Linked DNA regions of Mus musculus: regions 2 and 3 are each linked to region 1. Evidence: chromatin contacts called from public ChIA-PET and HiChIP or PLAC-seq data. All regions are on one chromosome and are shown on one strand. The core of a region is the stretch at or near the end of the contact, and the rest is flanking DNA. Distances in the headings are between cores, read along the strand shown.

Region 1 (2,613 bases), core at 74-2,573:
AGTCTGCACACACCCCTGACTTCAGCTGGGCAGTGTGGTCTCTTGTGGGGTGAGGAGAACAGAGCCAGGTTCATCAGCCCCGAGCCAGGCTCGTGGCGAGCAAGGCCGCAGTCTGACTGATTGTTGATGAGAGACATCAGCCCGTAGCGAAGACCCAGGCTCTGTCTCGGAACCACAGTATGGCTTGGGCTCCAGTGGCCTCAGAAATGCTAGCTGCCTGCCTTGGTCACTTGGAGGGAAAACCATTCAACCCAAGATGAGGGACTCTTGATTCTGCCTTCTAACTTTGAGGTTCCCCAGAACAGCAGGAGTGGAAGGTCGTGACCTGGGGGGTGGGGATGGGGAGGCTGGAACGTGTGATCGGCACCCCCACACTGCTCTCCCACAGTAATAGTCCCAGAGGATCCGTCTCTGGCCTCTGCAGGCAGCAACTATAAAAAACGAATCTGCAGACAAAGTTGTCTTCTGTGGCAGCAGAGAGGAGAGAATGTCCCGTGTGGCTGACCCCACGTGGCTGTTCTGTCAACTTTGGAGACTTGGAAGCATTCGCTTCATGGCGATTTGGTTTTAAATGTGCCTCAAGGTTCGAGGTGTTTTTTTTTTTTTTTTAAGTTTGGGACAGTGAATATGTGTGCACGTACGTGGTGTATCTCTGGTAGAGTATAGACGATTTTGCCTATTTACATTTCTTGCTCTGTACCATTCACTAGTCTGATCTCCTTTTTGAGACGGAGTCACATGTACTAACTTTGTGTGGGGATTTGTGCACACCACAGCAGCATGTGGAGTCTGGACAGCGTGCAGGGGCTGGCCTCTCCTTTCATGGGGGGGGGGGGGGGGCGGGGCAGGGCGGGGATCTGAGATCATCAGGCTTCGAGACGAGTGCCTTTACCTTCTGAGCCATCTCCCCACCCAGTCTCGAATTTCTGATCCTCTTCTCTCTGGGATTACAGGCCTGCGCCAACACGCCAGGTTTATGAAGTGCTGGGGCTTGAACCCAGGGCTCTGTGCACGCTAGGCATGCCCTCCGCCAGCTGAGCCACGTGCACAGCCCCTGTTTGTTTGTTGAGACAGAGTTTTGCTATGTAACACAAACTGGCTTCAGACTGGTGGGCAGTCAGTCTCCTGCTCTCTGGGCTTGCATCCCACACTGCCTGGTTGTAGTGTGACCACGGGACAGCTCTTGTGGTTTTAGCCATAGCTGCACCCAGCCCTTAGAACTTCCCTTTAGATTTCTTAGTCCTTATCTTGTCTTCCTAAACTCTTGTTCCTGACCCAGACTTCAGGTTCTTCTTTACATTGCCATATAAGGCTGTCAAACAAGCAGAGGACTTTGAACTTCCTCTTAGGCTTCTTGCCCCATTGACTTCCTTGCTGGGGCACCCGCGCCCCTCCCCCGTGCCGCTGGCCTGGGAGTTGAGACACAACTCTCTATTCTCTTTCCAGACCTGGGGTCCACTGCCTTCCATGGTCTGGGTCACATGCATAAGCTTAGCAGTGCTGGCCCTGGGGCTGCTGGGAAGGGTCTTTGAATTTGGGGCTGCATAAGGCTGTCTCAGCTCTGCCCCCAGGGCCTTATCGTAACCTGGTAAAAGGCTAATGTATTGAGGGTGGATTCAGTCAGATTGTGTGAGGCTTGCCTCTCTTGGCAAATATTAACCCCTCCTCCATATCCTGCCATGTCTTGGTGGCCTTGCTCATGGTATCTAGGAAGCCGAGAACGTGATCTTTCTGGTGCTATGGCGACTTTGCTGATTTTGGTTTTTATTGATGTAAAATCCATTTAATGTAAAAGTAAGCTCTTTAACCACCCCTCCCTAGTTCCAAAGCATTTTGCTCCCTTTCTTGATATCTACATATAGTAGTTGGGGGTGAGGACAGTGCTGGGGCTTGAACCCGCGCCCTCCTGCCTGCTAAGGTAAGCACTGAACTGAGCCACACTCCTGCTCTGAGGCTGTAGTCCCAGGTCTGTGACCTTGGGCAGGCATTGTGGTCTTCAGACTCTGTCTTGTTTGTAAAAGAAAAATAATCTTGATTGTCTTTGAGAATTTTTATCTTTTGGTTTTTCGAGACAGGGTTTCTTGTGTAGCCCTGGCTGTCCTGGAACTCGCTCTGTAGACCAGGCTGGCCTCGAATCCCAGAGAGCCACCTGTCTTTGCCTCCTGAGTGCTGGGACTAAAGGCATATGCCACCAGTTCCTGGTGTCTTTTGGAATCTGAAAAGCTGCCATTGGGCTGGTGTGGGGCAGAGTGAGCTGCTCTTCTGACCCCTGCTGGCTTGCAGTCACCTCCACGAACTGTGCAGTTTTACCACAATGCGTCTTAGATGACATCTGCCGTTTCCTGTTTTGTCTCCCACCCCTGGTCACCTCTGGTCTGCTTTCTCTGTGGATTTGCCTTTTTTGGACATTTCCTGTCAGAGGAACCAGACAGTGGGTGGCTCTTCATGTCTGTCTGTTTTTGCCCATGTTCAGGGATTTGTTCGCCCATGTTGCACCGGGCATTAGAATTTCATCGATGACTAATTAATGCGTCACCATTTGGAACGTCCATGCATTGAGGGTCTGCCTTACCCTCTCTTCTCATCTGATGGCTAGCTACCTGGGGTGCTTGG
Region 2 (2,613 bases), core at 79-2,578, 110 kb after region 1:
AAGTGTTTTGACCATGGCATTCCTTGGGAGAAAATAAAATTGAAATATTACAAAACATCTTCTGTTGTTACAAATTTAACCTAGACCCTCTTCCCCCTCGGCAAGACAAGACTCCCTGGCTAGGTGGCCTGAGAACTCCATGCCCTTAAAGAGCACAGGTCTCAGCTCCCCATGGACAAGCATGGAGTTCTGGGTGTGCTGTGAGTTTCCACTCTCAGCCTTTACAAAGCTGGCAGGGGTGGGGAGCTGTGCTGGCTGGACCCCAACGGCACCATCAGAGTCACAGAAACAACGTTATGGCTGTTGGTCCTGTAGAGAAACTTCTTGCACTGAAGCTCTGTAAGGTTAGCCCAGAAGCTACCTTAAGGTTCAAAGACATTATACCATTCAGAGTGGGGTTCTGGTTTGCTTTTTAAGAAAGGGTTTCTCTGTGTAGCTCTGGCTGGACTGAAACTCACTATACAGATTAGACTGGTCTCTATCTCAAAGATCTATCTGTCCCTGCCTCCCAAGTGCTGGGATAAGAGGCATGTGCTACCATGCGTTGGCTCAGAGCAGCTTTTTAAAAACCACATTGATGTGGAGGAAAGCCCTCTACAGGAGCCCTACTAAACAGCTTCAAATTTCAATTTTCACTCTTAAACTTGAGCGGGATTTTGTGTGGCTTTTTTGTTTGTTTGTTTTTGTTTTGGGTCCACATCCCTTTCAATCCCGGCAGCCTTTCTGTAAAAGTTCACGCAGCTGTCTCTCTGGGTAGAGGAGTTTAAACTCCCCTGAATCGGAGAAAACGAAGTTAACTTCTGGCTAGGTGGCCTGCTAACTCCATGCCCTTAAAGAGCACCGGCCTTAGTTTCTCGGTCCCAAAATGGGCTGGCCTAACCAAGTTAATTGCTGAGTTCTGCGCCTTGAGCCTGGTGGAGCTGCTTACTTCGAAGCTAGGTTCTTTTCAGAGTCAACTGAGGTGCTGAGAAGAATCTCAGAGTCCAGTGATCCACGGGTTCCCAGGGGTCAGATACAGAGTCCCAGGGGACAAATGTGGGATCTAATTCCACGCTTCATACCAAATCGCCCAGACTCACCAGGGTCTCCACCTCGTCCCTCTCCAGCGCCTTGTACCGGTGGTTCTGGCCCAAGAAGGCCAGTTTCTGCAGAAACTTGAGGCGTCTCCCCATGGTGAACTGGTGTCCAGGCTGCTCCACAGCCGGCCGTGGGGCTGGTCGCAGTCCCTGCCCGCGTCCCTGGGGCCCTAGCGAGGCCGCGGCTGCTGCGCGCCCAGGCTTCCCGGGCGGCCAGGTTGCCGGGGAGCTGTCTACCTGGTCCCCAGGTGAGCTCCGCCCCTGGGCAGGGCCCAGCAGCTCCGCCCTCTGCACGCCTGGCCCGCCCCGCTGGCGCCAGGACCCCAAACTCCAAGGGTCAGCCGCAGCGGCTCAGGAAGGATCAGGAAGCCTCTGTGTGGTCTCAGAGCTCTGATTCTTGTCCAAACCTGCCAGAGCATAAGAATCGCCTGAAAGGGAGAAAGTCCTGAGTTAAAAGCCTTACCTGGGATAGAGCAGCTCGGGGCCAGTCAAATCATCTGGCCTCTCTGAGCCACCTGGTCGCATCTGTAACTGAAATAAGAGCAGAAAGCTGAGACAGCCTTACCTACACCTATGTAGATGCGCCTTTGGGAGTACGGAAACTGGGGGTGCCACAGCCACTTGTGGAAGATATGTTTACCTGTAGAGCACACTCCTCTCTTTCTAATGATCAGAACAGCACCCCCTGTCCCAGGAAAACTGGGGATCCAGGAAAACAGTGTGATCCGGAAGGGCTCAGCACAGAGCGTGTTTGCATCGGCAGCACACTGGTACCCTGTAACGCGGAGAGGGGTGTCCTACACTTCGGGCTGCCCAGTGCGTGCTCTGGAAAGCTACAAGGAAAACCCTCTACGGGAGCCCTACTAAGCCGCTTCAATTTTCAATTTCACTCTTAAACTTGAGCGGGATTTTTTATGGCTTTTTAGGTGGACCAGGGTCCCTAGCTCCACGGAGCAGAGGTGGCCCTGGAGAAGGCTGGGTCATGCCCCATCCTGGGTTTACTTTTGACCTCTGGCAGTTGATCAACTGACTGCATATTTGTTTGTTCGACTAACCTGTCCCCTTTGCGCAAATAGTTACCACGTGCCTCACTGGCTCCCCCAGGCGGTGGCCACTGCCGTCCTAGTCAACCTGACTGGACGCTTTAGTGGGCTTCATGTCCCCCCTGCATCTTTCTCTCTTAACAAAGCCAAAGCACTTCCATCATCCTGCCGCCCATCCCCCACCACGATGCCTGCTCCCGCTGTGAGGCCCCTCCCCCAGCAGGAGACTTCACCCCGCCCCCCACCCAATCCTAAAAAAAAGGAGGGAAACTGGACTTCCTCAGCTTTGCAGTCCAGGCCACGTCCTTCCAGACATGTGTGACCTTGGGTGACTTTACCCTCCTCTCTCCACCTCAGTTTACTCCTCCGTGAGGTGAGTTGGCATCCCAGAGGAAAACAGCACCAGAGAGCTGGTTTGAGAGACTGCCTCCAAAGATGTGGACATGGCAGGAAGACAGGACCTGAGAGAGCAATAGGATGAACTGCCTACTGTG
Region 3 (2,613 bases), core at 46-2,545, 97 kb before region 1:
AAAAAAAAACTTAAGTTAGAGGCGATCGTGGACCAAGAGAAAGATCAAATAAAAAGACGATCGTTCTTCAAAGGTGGCCTCACCAGACCGACCTCACCTGCCTTGTACATACATCCACCTACCATCCTCAAAAAGGCAATTTTACTTCTTAGTTTCCCGAGAGTCGCAGCCCGGAGAAGCGGCACCACGTGCTGACTTCTCACTCGTCCTAAGTGCATCTTAGGAGAGGGGCTGCAGGAGCAGCTCCGGGCACAGAAAACACAGCAGGCAATCCGGCCTGCCGGGCCCCGACCCAGCCCGGGCTCGGACACCGTGCAAAAGGTGTCAGTCTCGGGCAAACCGGAGTATGCCGCCCCGGCGCTTCCCGGTTTTCTTTGCAATAGAATTCCCGAGGCCAGGGGCCAGGTCCCCGGCGGCGCTGGGCCAGAGCGTCGCCCGGGACTCGGCGGCTGCGGGCCGGGCACGCGGAGGCCTTCCCTGCGGCCTCGGGCGTTCTCGGGGCGGCTCGGACACTCTCGGGGCGGCTCGGGCGCTCTCGGGGAGATTCGGGCGGCCTCCGAAGCCGGGGAAGCGCGGCACTGAGGGGCGCGGCGCGGGCCTAGGCCGGCAGCGTGCCGGCGCCTCCCCCACCGCTCGCCCGCCGCGCACCTCGCGATCGTCGCCCCGAGGCCGTCCCGTGGCCCAGACCTCCCAGCCCAGACACGGCCCGCGCTACCTGTGGGTTGTGGAGGGCCATGGCGGCCCGTCTCAATGAGGTTCGGTGCTGCTCCGGCTTCTCACGCCGCGTCTCCCGTCGCCGCCATCTTCTCGCCGCACAGACACACTCGCAGCGGCCGCCGCGCCTGCGCACTGACTGCGCCGCGGGAGAGCCAGGCGGCGTTCTGCGCCTGCGCGCGACAGGTGGGCGTGCGCCCCGGGCCGGCGACCCTTCTGTCCCCAGCGCGCCGAGGGCGGCTGCTCCAGGCGAGGGCGTGAGGATGGAGCTGGCCAGGCACCCTGGGGCTGCAAGGTGGAGTTCCGGAGTGGTTACTGCGCTGGGTCCGCCTGAGCTCCGCCCTGGGATCTCCGCTGGAGATCTCCAAGGATCCCTTACCCTATGGAGCGCGCTCTTCTGACCGTTCGTTCATTCATTCATTCCTTCACTCTTCATTCTCTTCACTAGCTTGTTTTACCTGGCATTGGGGAAAAAAAGATTTTTTTTTTCTTTGTAAAACATAAAAGTAAACGTTGAAGGAGCTAGTGAGATGACTCAGCGGGTAACGGAGCCCTGCCTCCTGTACCCTTGAGGACCAAATGAGTTCCATTCTCTGGATCCACATGACGCCAGGGGAAAACCAACTACAGACTGTCTTCTGACATACAAAGGGGCACACGCAAAATAAACAATTTTAGAAAGAACTCGTTAATCCAGGAATTGTACTCCTGTGAGCTCAGTATATAGACTGCAGAGGTAGGACGATCATCTATGAATTGCAGACCAGTCTACATAGCAAGTTCCAGGTCACACACAGCTACGTAAGGTAGCTCTGTCTCGGGGTGGGGGGTGGATAGTCATGTTGATGACTTAGCACATTCTGCAAAGGGTAGAGACTCAGTAGGTGTTAGTTATTGCACACACGCAAGTGTATACACACGGGAAAGTTCTTGACTCAGCCATATAGGCAATAATAATAATAAAAACAAACAAAAAACCTTACTAAACCTCCTACTCCCAGCTGTAGACCAGGCCGGCCTTGAGTTCTGAGATCTGCCTATCTCTGCTTCCAGCGTGCAGGGATTAGGGATTAAAGGTGTACACCACTGCCGGGCCAGGAAAGAATTTTATGACAAGCCCCTGTGGGGCAAAGTTGGCAAGTTTATTAAGTAGAGGTGAGAGAGGGTACACGGGTAGGACTGAGTTTAGGATCTAGAGACAAGAAGGAAAAGGATAATGTTCAAGTGTGGGCACAGCTGCTCCAGAGAGTTGCCCTCAGGTGTCTTGGTTTTGTTTTTCTTTGCTGTGCTACACATGTAGCAAAAATTGGCTTCAAACTTTCTTTTCTTTTTTTTTTTTTTTTTTTTTTGGTTTTTCAAGACAGGGTTTCTCTGTGTAGCCCTGGCTGTCCTGGAACTCACTTTGTAGACCAGGCTGGCCTAAAACTAAGAAATGCACCTGCCTCTGCCTCCCAAATGCTGGGATTAAAGGTGGGCACCACCATGCGCACTGGCTTCAAACTTACTTTCTCTCTTTCTCTTCCTTCCTTCCTTCCTTCCTTCCTTCCTTCCTTCCTTCCTTCCTTCCTTCCTTTCTTTCTTTCTTTCTTTCTTTCTTTCTTTCTTTCTTTCTTTCTTTCTTTCTTTCTTTCGTTTTTCAAGACAGGGTTTCCCTGTAAAGCCCCAGCTGTCCTGAAACTCACTTGGCAGACTAGGCTGGTCTCGAACTCAGAAATCTGCCTGCCTCTGCCTCCCAAGGGCTGGGATTAAAGGCGTGCGCCCCATGCACATTGGCTTCAAACTTTCTAGCAGCCAAGGATGAACTGAAACTCCTGTATCTCCCGCCCCTACTTCCCTAGTACAGGGCTACGCTTCATACTCCGAACTCTGGCTCCACAAAGCAAACAAAGCAAAGCAAAG

Evidence for each region. ChIA-PET counts read pairs in DNA pulled down with a chosen protein or histone mark. HiChIP or PLAC-seq counts read pairs in DNA pulled down with a chosen protein or histone mark.
Region 2: a contact with region 1 is called in an HNF4G HiChIP or PLAC-seq map of pancreatic cancer cells. The contact joins the promoter of Atp2c2 here to the enhancer-like site in region 1. A contact is called at or near these places in 1 of 39 promoter capture datasets (the SN4741 cell line), 1 of 484 Hi-C or Micro-C datasets (uterus), 3 of 115 datasets of contacts at active chromatin or transcription factors (bone marrow-derived macrophages, pancreatic cancer cells and trophoblast stem cells) and 3 of 9 other capture datasets (adipose tissue, liver and pancreatic islet).
Region 3: a contact with region 1 is called in an RNA polymerase II ChIA-PET map of memory CD8 T cells, with 342 read pairs. The contact joins the promoter of Usp10 here to the enhancer-like site in region 1. A contact is called at or near these places in 2 of 484 Hi-C or Micro-C datasets (Th1 cells and natural killer cells), 11 of 115 datasets of contacts at active chromatin or transcription factors (the 230-238 cell line, the HPC-7 cell line, bone marrow-derived macrophages and 7 more) and 3 of 9 other capture datasets (adipose tissue, liver and pancreatic islet).

What each region holds. Positions count from the first base shown.
Region 1 is chr8:119,811,826-119,814,438 of GRCm38.p6, reverse strand. All of the region lies in intron 3 of Cotl1 (coactosin-like 1 (Dictyostelium)), which reads left to right. Among named protein-coding and RNA genes, the nearest start is that of Cotl1, 27 kb to the left of the region's middle. Within about 2 kb of position 1,323, at least 163 of the 459 cell types and tissues checked have an H3K27ac peak or open chromatin away from gene starts, as enhancers often do. A contact at or near this core is called in the 230-238 cell line, the HPC-7 cell line, Th1 cells and 8 more, where this site is marked.
Region 2 is chr8:119,698,724-119,701,336 of GRCm38.p6, reverse strand. It overlaps Atp2c2 (ATPase, Ca++ transporting, type 2C, member 2), which reads right to left and starts at 1,328. Exons shown (of 27, transcript NM_026922.1): 1 at 1,080-1,328. The coding sequence starts at 1,172.
Region 3 is chr8:119,909,042-119,911,654 of GRCm38.p6, reverse strand. Usp10 (ubiquitin specific peptidase 10) reads right to left here and starts at 1,295. Exons shown (of 14, transcript NM_009462.2): 1 at 716-1,295. The coding sequence starts at 736.